Linked DNA regions of Mus musculus: all the other regions are linked to region 2. A link is a contact called in public HiChIP or PLAC-seq and Micro-C data. All regions are on one chromosome and are shown on one strand. The core of a region is the stretch at or near the end of the contact, and the rest is flanking DNA. Distances in the headings are between cores, read along the strand shown. Region 1 holds the start of Olfr374 (olfactory receptor 374). Region 2 overlaps Eps15l1 (epidermal growth factor receptor pathway substrate 15-like 1). Region 3 has its middle 7.8 kb from the start of Med26.

What was found. A called contact is a pair of places that touch in the nucleus more often than the background predicts. HiChIP or PLAC-seq counts read pairs in DNA pulled down with a chosen protein or histone mark.
Region 1: a Micro-C map of embryonic stem cells shows a contact between it and region 2, with 2.2 times the contacts expected there. The contact joins the promoter of Olfr374 here to the enhancer-like site in region 2. A contact is called at or near these places in 4 of 39 promoter capture datasets (liver, neutrophils, pre-B cells and 1 more), 5 of 484 Hi-C or Micro-C datasets (embryonic stem cells and liver) and 3 of 9 other capture datasets (adipose tissue, embryonic stem cells and liver).
Region 3: a contact with region 2 is called in an H3K27ac HiChIP or PLAC-seq map of embryonic stem cells, with 7 read pairs. The contact joins two enhancer-like sites. A contact is called at or near these places in 2 of 39 promoter capture datasets (the C10 cell line and cranial neural crest), 3 of 115 datasets of contacts at active chromatin or transcription factors (embryonic stem cells and fetal liver) and 1 of 9 other capture datasets (adipose tissue).

What each region holds. Positions count from the first base shown.
Region 1 is chr8:72,104,889-72,108,348 of GRCm38.p6, forward strand. It overlaps Olfr374 (olfactory receptor 374), which reads left to right and starts at 2,152. Exons shown (of 2, transcript NM_146338.2): 1 at 2,152-2,282.
Region 2 is chr8:72,353,152-72,356,444 of GRCm38.p6, forward strand. The region is part of intron 22 of Eps15l1 (epidermal growth factor receptor pathway substrate 15-like 1); the gene reads right to left. Among named protein-coding and RNA genes, the nearest start is that of Klf2, 36 kb to the left of the region's middle. Within about 2 kb of position 1,255, at least 99 of the 459 cell types and tissues checked have an H3K27ac peak or open chromatin away from gene starts, as enhancers often do. A contact at or near this core is called in adipose tissue, embryonic stem cells and liver, where this site is marked.
Region 3 is chr8:72,554,350-72,557,796 of GRCm38.p6, forward strand. No RefSeq gene overlaps it. Among named protein-coding and RNA genes, the nearest start is that of Med26, 7.8 kb to the left of the region's middle. Within about 2 kb of position 1,637, at least 12 of the 459 cell types and tissues checked have an H3K27ac peak or open chromatin away from gene starts, as enhancers often do. A contact at or near this core is called in embryonic stem cells, where this site is marked.

The DNA of each region.
Region 1 (3,460 bases), core at 902-3,401, 250 kb before region 2:
GGAGAATAGTCAGGCCAGGCCAGCCCGATCTGCCTAGTGATATCCTGTCTCACAAAGTAGCAGGATAGAAGAGATTTCTGCAATATTATATGAACACACTGGCATTGCCTTGAACCATGACTCCATAAAATCTTGACTAATTTGAAAACGATTGTAGCTGGGTGTGTGTGTTCCGTGGAAGAGTGTTTTCCTGGCATGTGAGGCTTCTTGGGTTCATCAGCTGCACAGGAAAAGGGGGAGGGAAGCAGAGGGAAAGGGAGTGAGAAAAGGAATAGGGAAAAGATGGAGAAAAAAGAGATAAGTAGATGTAAGAAGGAAGAAGGGGAGAGGGAAGGGGGAGAGAGGAGGGAAGATGAAAAAGAAGGAGCCAATAGAGGGGAGTAGGTGCCTTCCAAGGTTGAAGCAGCAGTGCTCTGTGCTGTGCTTCTCCCTGAGGCCGCTAAGAGGCGCTGTGCCCCCTCCAAGCCTCGCAGCTGAGAGCTGAGGCTCAGACCCAGGGGTGATACCTGAAGGTCCAAAACTCTGGACACCCAGAGGGAAAGGTTTAAAGCCAAGCAATTCAGTGTTTCACAACATCAAAGCATGCGACAAAATTAAAATTCATGAGAGTGCTGAAAAGTCAGGCCCCTAGCATGCTCTAGATTCTCTTCAACTGTTGGTGTCTCCACACAGTGGGGACAGGCAGGCCTCCAGATCTCAGTGCACTGCCATGTCTAGCTGCTCTAATGCACAAAGTCTTTAAAAAAGACTTGTGCTGCACTCTGGAGGCAGAGGCAGGCAGATCCACAGCTAAACAGAAAACTCTGCCTCGAAAAGCAAAAAAACAAAGAGTTGTTTTATTTTCACATCTGTGTCTGTGTGTTTGTCTGTGGGGTTGGGGCTTGTGCAAGTGTATGCAGTGCTCTCCAAGTGCAGAGCAAGAACAAGGGTTTATAGGCAGTTGTGAACCACCAGAGCTGGGAACTGAATTCAGACCCTCTGCAAGAGCAGAAAATTCTTACCCACTGAGCTGTCTCTCCAATTTATCCCTCTCTCCTCCCTTCCCCAGCCCCTCTCCCTCCCCTCTCTGACACTGGAGCTGGAACCCAGCACCTCTTGTATGCTAGGCATTCTTGGGGTATCCTCACCAGTTCATATTGGGTTAAGGTCCACTGTGGTTTTGAGTAGGACACACAGTGTTCAAGTGACAGCACATCCAGCCGAAAGCTCCTGTGTTCCACCGGGAAAACATGAGAGCAGTGGCCTGTCCACTTCAGCAACAGCCCCTCTCCTGCCAGCTCCAGACCCCCAGTCCCTGACAGCAGTGCTAAGACAGCAGAGAAAGCTCAGCCCCAAGACTTCGTGAGAAACTGCAGGGGTGAGCTCAAGGAGCCACAGCAAACGCCCACAGGTCAGGTTGACAGAGGGCCCAGAACCAGGAAAATGGGTCCTGGAGAAGGGGCTTGCGATGAACAGAGAGCTTGGCAAGCTTGCGGGAGATATGGAGGGACTCCAGCCAGAAAACTGGGACCTCAGAAAGCGTGGCTTAGAAGGGAAAGGGAGGCTGACAGTGGTTATAGACAAAGCTAGGTCCTCAGGTGGGAACGGGACCCCACATGAGGTTGGGGTGCACCCCTCAAGGAAGGAAAAGAGCCAACTGCTGCTGCTTTAGAAGTGAGTCAGGGAAGCAGCTTTCAAAAGAATGGGGTCAGACTAAGAGGACTAGTGTAGCCTTTCCTCGTGGGGCTCCATTCCTGCGTCACTGAATGATATGAAAATGCTGCATACCTGAACACATATGGACAAAACAGAAATCATATCTGCTACAGCCTTTGTGTCCTTCACCCCAAAAAAGTTAATAAATAATCTATATGAAGGGTCTATTTCCCTTAGGGAGCAGTAGGAAGCCTCAACGCTATCTCAGGGTTTGAGCAGGTCTAATAGTGTCAAGAGAATTCCACCAAACCATGCTTTTCAAGGGATCCCCAAAGAATCCTAGAGACACTGGCACCAAAGGTGTGGAGGGAAAACCTGGGCAGGAAGTACAGTGCCCTTGGCCCCTAAGAAGCTGGCTTGATAGGGACAGAACACAGAACAATTAACCAGTTGATCCTAACAAGACCCTGGGGAACAAGCCAGGCAATGAGGACAGAGGGTAAGCTGTGCTCTGCCAAGGCCTTGCACAGACTTTTGTAGGGACAGAAAACTGCCTCACGCGTCACACTCTGTCCAGGAGCTTTTCCCAAGAAGAGCTGGCTTACCTCCCACCAAGCATCCCAAGGCCAGAAGCAAACCTTCCATAGGTGAGTAAAGTCGGGGGTTGGGGGGAGTAAGGGGGCCACACCAGGCAGTGAGCCTGGAGGGTATAGCCAAGCCTACTGTGTGACCTGGGACAAGTGGCTTTGCCTTTCTGGGTCTCACTTAAGTTGTGTCTATTTAAAAAAAAAAAAAAAGATGCAAGAAAATGGGCAGTTCTGCCAAGTAGTGAGTATCTGGGTCCTGCGTGTCAGGGTTGCTTCTGAAACAAGGTCGTATGTAGCCCTGGCTATTCTGGAGCTTGTCATCCTCCTGCTTCAGCTTTCTGAGTGTTGGCGTGGCAGATGAGCCCACCATGCTCAGCTTGTATAGTATGGTATTAAGAGGTTTGGAACAAGACAGATTGTGAAGTATGGGGCCATTGATAATTTCCTGAGTCCCCTTGTGTATGAATGGAGATAAAAGCCTTACCTGGAATGCTGAGTGTGATGCAGGGGCCTCCACCCACTCTTTGTAAGGAGCTTCTCATGGACACTAGCTACCAGCTATTAGCAGCAGCTCACCCGGAGCCAGGCGCACAGGGAGCCAGTGCAAGATTTTCTACAGCACAGAGGCAGCTCCCTCTCGCCTTGACCAGGCACACTATAGAGATTAATCCTGGTACCAAGGACACCAATGAAGGGACAAGCTGAGAGGCAACGGGAGGAGGAAGCCTGGGTGTGGACATCCATGCCTGTCATCCCAATATATAGGATGCTGAGGCAGGATGGCTATAGAGTGAGACTCCATTCCCAAAAGCAAAGGCTAAGGGTGTGGCACAGTAGAAAAGCAAGCACATGCCAGCAGAGTCCCTGTATTCAGCAAATAATAATAATAATAATTTAAAAGTGAAAAAAGGAGGAAGAGGAGGGGAAGAGGAAGAGGAAGAAAGAATGAGAAGGGAGAAGAAGAAGAGAGAGAGAGATAAGGGGCAGACAGGATGGTCAGGACCCTTCAACAGCTACGGTCCTGCCACTGTCCACCCAGTGCCCTGCCTTGAGAGATGTGACTTCAGTGGGCTGAGGCTGAGCCAGGGGACCCAGAATCAGGCCAAACATGGAGATAGGCTTGACGTCACCTGTAGGGACCTGAACAAGCCCAGCAAGAATCAGGACACCTAAGAGGAGTTAAGGACCTTGGGTCAGTGGCCTTGAGCAAAGAATGGCGTTAGGATCTGAAATGTGTG
Region 2 (3,293 bases), core at 5-2,504:
GTGAGCTACTATACTGAGCTCACTACAGGGGTGATGTGTCAATCATTTATATACCTAGAGACCTGGCCTGAGTCCTTTAGGTGATCAAAGAGTGGACCTTCAGCCAAGTGAGGGCCTGGGAGTTGTTCCCACCCACTTACTACCACAGAGGCCCGGTAGGAAGGCCCAGTCTTTCTGGGCTTACATCCTGCAGGTCCCCCAGAACCTCCACTGTCCAGATTGTGACCCACCTCTGGTGAGGCATTTACTCGTTAATGAATATCAGGCCACAGGACACCCACTGGATCCACCTTGCTGAGTGCAAAAGGGTGGGTGTGCTGAGGTAGGCACTATTTCTATTTTCAAACTGTTCTGCCAAATCTTCCCTCAACAACAGCCGGCCTCAGGCTGCTGAAACCAGCTGGATTAGCATGGGTTCCTCCACCGCCTGGGAAGGCAAACCCATACAGTATATGGGTGCCTCCCTCCCTCAGCCAGCATAGATCTACAGCAGCCACTGGTTATCCCGAGCCCTGGGACAGACCCTCCAGGGTGCCATAGCAACAGCAGAGCAGTGAGTGCCCTGAGTGTGTGGGGGCTGGGGGCTGCTTCAATGCCTTCCGGCCATCCTGGCTGCTAGCGAACACCAGAACCTTCCTGAAATGGAACAAGTACATTCCTTTCTATACTCTCCAGTGTACCCAGCGCATTATCTCTTTGCCACCATCGTGGGAACGGAATTAAAGTAGTTATATTCAGGGCAGAGGTGCTAACCACAGGCTCAGACAGTGATGCCATTTGACAATACGAAGTAACAAGGGGCTTGGGCATAGACAGGACAGCCAGCAGCACCAGGGCCCTGACCCGCAGGTTCCATCCTCTTCCTGGGATCTCACAGAAAGGCTGAAAGTTCACAGGATTGGGCTGCTTACAATCCTAAATATTCCCTGTGCCTGTACCCTGCTGACCCTGTGAGAAAGCCTTGGCCATTCTGCATAGATAGCATGTGGGTGGGGGAGGACTTTTCTGCTCGAGGAGAATGACTTTTTGCGGAGGAATTCAATACACAGGCTAGACCATTCTTATGTAGCTTGGGAATGGGCTGCTCACTAACACAAGCACTCTCAGTGGTGCTGTGGGAAAGGGAAAAAAAAAGCTGCCAAAATCTTCCTCCTGTAGGACATCTGGCCTTGCAGATGGGGTGGAGAGGTCATGAGTAGTTATAAAGATGATCATTAACTTAGGGAGAGGTTAAAGGTGACTGGCTGGTGAGTGGGTGTCACTGGGGCAGCGGGTAGGCTCTGCTGGGAGCCGCAGGGCAGCGCTGGCAGGAAGTGGCAGGGTGGGGCCCGCCAGGATCCCGCTATCTCAGGCAACCCAATCACTGACGCCCACACAGCCGTTTCCTGAGCTTAAAAAAATCTGTTTCTCTCTTTGCAAATCAACAACTTTTACCTAGAAACTTCAGCGGTGAGTTCTGACTGATCTCCATCTCCGTCCGTTGAAGAAAATACACCACTGTTTACCTGAGGGAGGCGTGTGCTCACTCCAACTGGCGTGTTTCAGGGCTGTTTTGCATGTGTCTGAAAGCAATCAACTGCTTCAGTCCCAGACACCTGCAGGTTATTTAATACATTGATGGACCTTTCTAGAAAAGATCTCCAGGCAGGAGAATGTAGAGCTTTCAAGACATCCAATTTCTGTGCACATCCCAGCAGCCTAAGGCTCACACTCTGAAGCTTCAAGGAGAAAACTATACCCTTAGCATCAAGCTGCTAGCCACCTCAGCTGCTACCAGCAGCAGTGACTGTCCAGATGCTTAGGGAGACTATTCGACAGACCAAACTGATCTCTGTGAGAGCAGAGACTGAACTCCAAGATAGAACACAACAGCAGAGTAGTGTATAACCCCAGGCCCACACTGACACTCATCCTGGGTAATGATTCTCAGGGGACCCAGGGCTGGCTTTAAATTTGACACCTTAAACATCAACACTTTTCAACAGAAGACATTTTTCTGAATTGTCACCTCATCTGGGTCAGGCCCAGGTGACACAGGTGGCTGTGGGGGGTGAACACATAATACAATACAGATCCCACACAACACCACCATGCCAAGTGCTTTACTGACATCTTGGACTCAGGGCTGCCCAGGGACATCTGCCTGGGGCCTTCACATTCCCCAAAGCAGCCTGACTGAACAACCCCTTAGAGTTGGATAGGTAGCCCAGAGCCCACTAGCTCCTTCAGGTTAGAAAAGCCCAGGTAGGAAGGTGGTGGCCTAAGAGCTCTCTCACATGCAGGGCAGCAGGACTGCAGAGAAGCCACTGTCTCTCCTGACTCCTGAGCCAGGTAAAGCATGTCTTGGGAAGCACTGTGGCATGCTTTCTCCATCAGAAGGCCGACCATCCCTGGAGGTCCTTGGGCAGGCACCCTCACCTCATCTATCTCCTCCTAGCCATGCTGGGACCAGCCCACTGCAGAGTTCCACATCTGTCTGACATCCCAAGGGACTGAGCAATGGGGTGTGACCAGCTAAAGGTATTTATTGCTGTACACTGGTCATATGGTTTTCCCCAATGGAAATTGGGTAGGCAGAAAACCACCATCCAAAAACAGTGTATAATGGGGCAGGAGGATGGTTGAGTTCCCAGTCACCATAGAGATCCTGTCTCAAACACCATAAAATAAGATAAAGTTTCCACTTTGGCTTCTGAGCGAGTGTAGCGGTGGAGCTGGTCAATGTGCACTGTTGCCCTGGGAACCTGGGTGAGTGGCTGTGGTGTGATAAGGATGGGTCAGGGGCAGAGGAAGTGCACGGCTATGCTCCAAATCCATGCATGAACCAGGGAGCTGGGGCAAAGAGCCAAATGCTTTCCCATCAAACAGGGCTAATTAATAGGTCAGCTGAGGCAGGGGAGGGTCCTGAGCTGTGCACAGGTACCATGTGGTACCTGTATAGTTAGAGACTAAGATAAGATCAACAGCATGGGATGCTGGGCTGACATGCATCCACCACACATCTGTACGTACCACCCAGCAGTGTGTACACAACCGTGCCTTTCTCTCCAGCTGCTGCTTCTGGGTAGAGTGAATAAGAAATGCTTAGGCCCACAGGTGCTCTGCTCATGGGTTAGAATGTACGAAAGCCACAGTTCTCAGGATGAGGACTCTCCTGGCTAGGTTCTCCTGATTGCTGATGTACGAGCAAGTGGCAAGTAACAGAGACAAGTAGTGGGCAGAGTGGGGGGCCAAGGCCTAGTGCAGATGCTATCTTCCCTGTGAGTCTGGGTGGCCCACATGCCCACCTTCCT
Region 3 (3,447 bases), core at 387-2,886, 200 kb after region 2:
ACAACAACAAAAAAACCCAAAACAAAACAAAAACAACAAAAAAAAAAAAACAAAAAAATTCCACCAAGACTAAAAGTGACTTCTGGAAGGAAGAGTTTTTGTCTCAGATGCTACTTCCTCCAATGAGGCCACACCCTCTAAACATTCCCAAACATCTCCACCAACTAGGGACCAAGTGTTACATGCCTGAGTCTATGGGGGCATTTCTCATTCAAGGCAGCACAGAGGCCCCAACTATAGTTGATCCTGTTCTCCAGTCTCACAAAGTCTGGAACTCAAGGTGTGTACATGCCTGGCCATTTACTCTGTGGGGCATTTTTTGAAGGATGGTCTCACCGCCTAGGCTGGCCTACAATGAGAAATAAACGTCATTAAGGAGAAACCTGCTCCACCCTGGGAAAAAGGGAAGGGTTCCCTCAGAGCTTAGGGGTTTTCTGGGGCTAGAGAGATGTTAAGAGATCAGTTAAGAGAACTGACTGATCTTCCGAAGGTCCTGAGTTCAAATCCCAGCAACCACATTATGGCTTACAACCATCCGTAATGAGATCTGACGCCCTCTTCTGGTGTGTTTTAAGACAGCTACAGTGTACTTACATAGAATAGTAAATAAAAATGGATTGGCTGGAACGAGCTGGGCAGGAGCGAGGAGAGGTCTTGAGTTCAATTCCCAGCAACCACATGAAGGCTCACAACCATCTATACAGCTACAGTGTACTCATATACATAGAATAATAAATTTTAAAAAGGGTTTTCTGACACAAGGGCATCTTGGCAGTTGGGAGCCAATGAATACCACAAAGTGACACCACACATCAAACTTCACATGAGATTTATTGGAGAGAGACACAGAATGGCGGCTGTCTCAGTGAGAACAGCTACAGCAGAGGGCTGCGTGAAGGAAAGGCTCTTATAGGTTTTAGGACCATGCACAGTGAGCATGGAAAGGTGGAAAAGTCCAGAGCTGTCCTGAGCATCGTTCTGCTGTTAATGCTGAATCCTACGGAAGGGGATTGCCTGGTCTCAAGAGCCAGGCTCAAGCCAGTGGCTGGCTGTCCCTCCTTTGGCCCTTTTCCCTGCTTTCTTCCCTTTTATGTTTAGTATTGATAACTAATCAGGAGTCAGGAAAGAAAACAACATTATCATTAAACTACTTCCTGCTGTGTGAGGGTGTTGAAGTCCATGGGGCAAGCATGATCTTCACCATCAGGGCATGTTCAGGGGTTGTAGGTCTCTGGTCCCTGTAGTTTGGTGGAGAAGCAGGGTTAGGGAGAGTAGTGTCCAACTCCATACAGGACCATCAGTGATCCATCAGCCAGAGAGGCACTGAACTGTTGTTTACATTTTTGAACATCTGTCAGGAGTTGTCAGTTCTTTACTATAGCTAACTGGCTGACATAGAAACATCATTCCTCCCTGTGGAGGAGGCAGAGGTCACTCTTCTCCACTGTTGGTAGATCTAAGCTCATCAATTTCTCTCTAATGGTTTTTAAGTTGTTTGCATGGAAACGAGAATTTTTCTTAAAGCCAGACAACAGCTTGTGTGTGTAGCCTCCCCCAGCCTTGAGCAGGCTGACTCAGACCTGTTCTTTAAGGAGACTTTAAGGAGACCACCTAGGGTGGAGTCTTCCGACCTAGATGGGTCTATTGTTCTATCACCTGCGCTGTTCTCCAAGACGCTACCTGCTGAGAGTCTGAACCTGCCTTCCTGAGAAATTCCTGAGGTAACTGACAACCTGGCTACTGACAACTTACTGCCAACAAGTGCTGTCAGACTAATTGCTCTTGATGCCTTATTGCCAGCATGGCAGGGGCTGGGCTTTCCCCCTTTATAAGCACAGACTCTTAGTAAACATTGGGCCTTGATCAGAAAAATTTGTCTTGGTCTCTTCTTTCCCGTTATTTGGTTTTAACAGGCACCTTTTCTGTGGTGATTTGAATATGCTATGGCCCATATTTGAATATGTGGCAATATTAGGAGGTGTGGCCTTGTTGAAGAAAGTGTGTCACTGTGGGTATGGGCATAGGAATCTTGTCCTATCTGTCTAGAAGCAAGTCTTCTCCTAGCATCCTTCAGATGAAGATATAGTACTTTTAGTTCCTCCTGCACCATGCCTGCATGAATGCTACCATGCTCCCACCGTGATGATAATGGACTGAACCTCTGAACCCATAAGCCAGCCCCAGTTAAAAGGAGTTTCCTTGGGGGCTGGAGAGATAGCGATTAAAAGCACTTACTGCTCTTCCAGAGGTCCTGAGTTCAATTCTAAGAAACCACATGGTGGCTCTTAACATCTGTAATGGAATCCGATGCCCTCTTTTGGTGTGTCTGAAGACAACTAGTATACCCATATAGGTAAAATAAATGCTTAAATGGGCAGGTAGTAAGAAACTTAGAGTAGCCGGGCGTGGTGGCGCACGCCTTTAATCCCAGCACTCGGGAGGCAGAGGCAGGCGGATTTCTGAGTTCGAGGCCAGCCTGGTCTACAAAGTGAGTTCCAGGACAGCTAGGGCTACACAGAGAAACCCTGTCTCGACCCAAAAAAAAAAAGTTTCCTTAGTCTTAGTATGTGTTCATGGCAGTAAAACCCTAAGACAGAAGTTGGTATTAGAAGTGGGATATTGGGGCTGGTGAGATGGCTCAGTGGTTAAGAGTACCAACTGCTCTTCTGAAGGTCCTGAGTTCAAATTCTAGCGACCACATGGTGGCTCACAACCACCCATAATAAGATCTGATGCCCTCTTCTGGTGTGTCTGAAGTCAGCTACAGTGTACTTACATATGATAAATTAATTAATTTTTAAAAAAAGTGGGATATTGTTGTGATAGGCATGACTATGTTTTTATTTGGAGGAATGTGGATTTGGGGACTTAGATTTGGAAAACAGTGGAATGCTTTTTATTATTTATTTACTTATTTATTTTGCAGTGGAATGCTTTAAGTGAGGCTTAATGGGCCATCCTAGTAGGAATATGGAAGACTTTGTTGCTGAGAGTGACTTGAACTGTGCTGACCTGGCCCAATAGGTTTCAGTGAAGAAGAATTTCAGTATGTGGTTTAGAAACTGTTTTTGTGGCGTTTTGGTGAAGAATGTGGCTGCTTTTTTGCCTTTGTCTGAGGAGTCTATCTGAGGCTAAGGTAAAGAGATTTTTATTAAATGCATTGACAAAAGAAAATTTCAATTTTTTTTTTCAAGACAGGGTTTCTCTGTGTAGCCCTGGCTGTCCTGGAACTCACTTTGTAGACCAGGCTGTTCTGGAACTCACTCTGTAGATCAGGCTGGCCTCGAACTCAGAGATTCACCTGCCTCTGCTTCCCAAGTGCTGAGATTGAAGGTATGTGCCTCCACACCTGCTGTTTTCAGGCTTTCTCATCTCTCCCATGGTACACTTTGAAGGCTAGCACTAAGACTTCTGCCTGTGGAGTCGGGGGTGGGGTGGTTCTCTGGG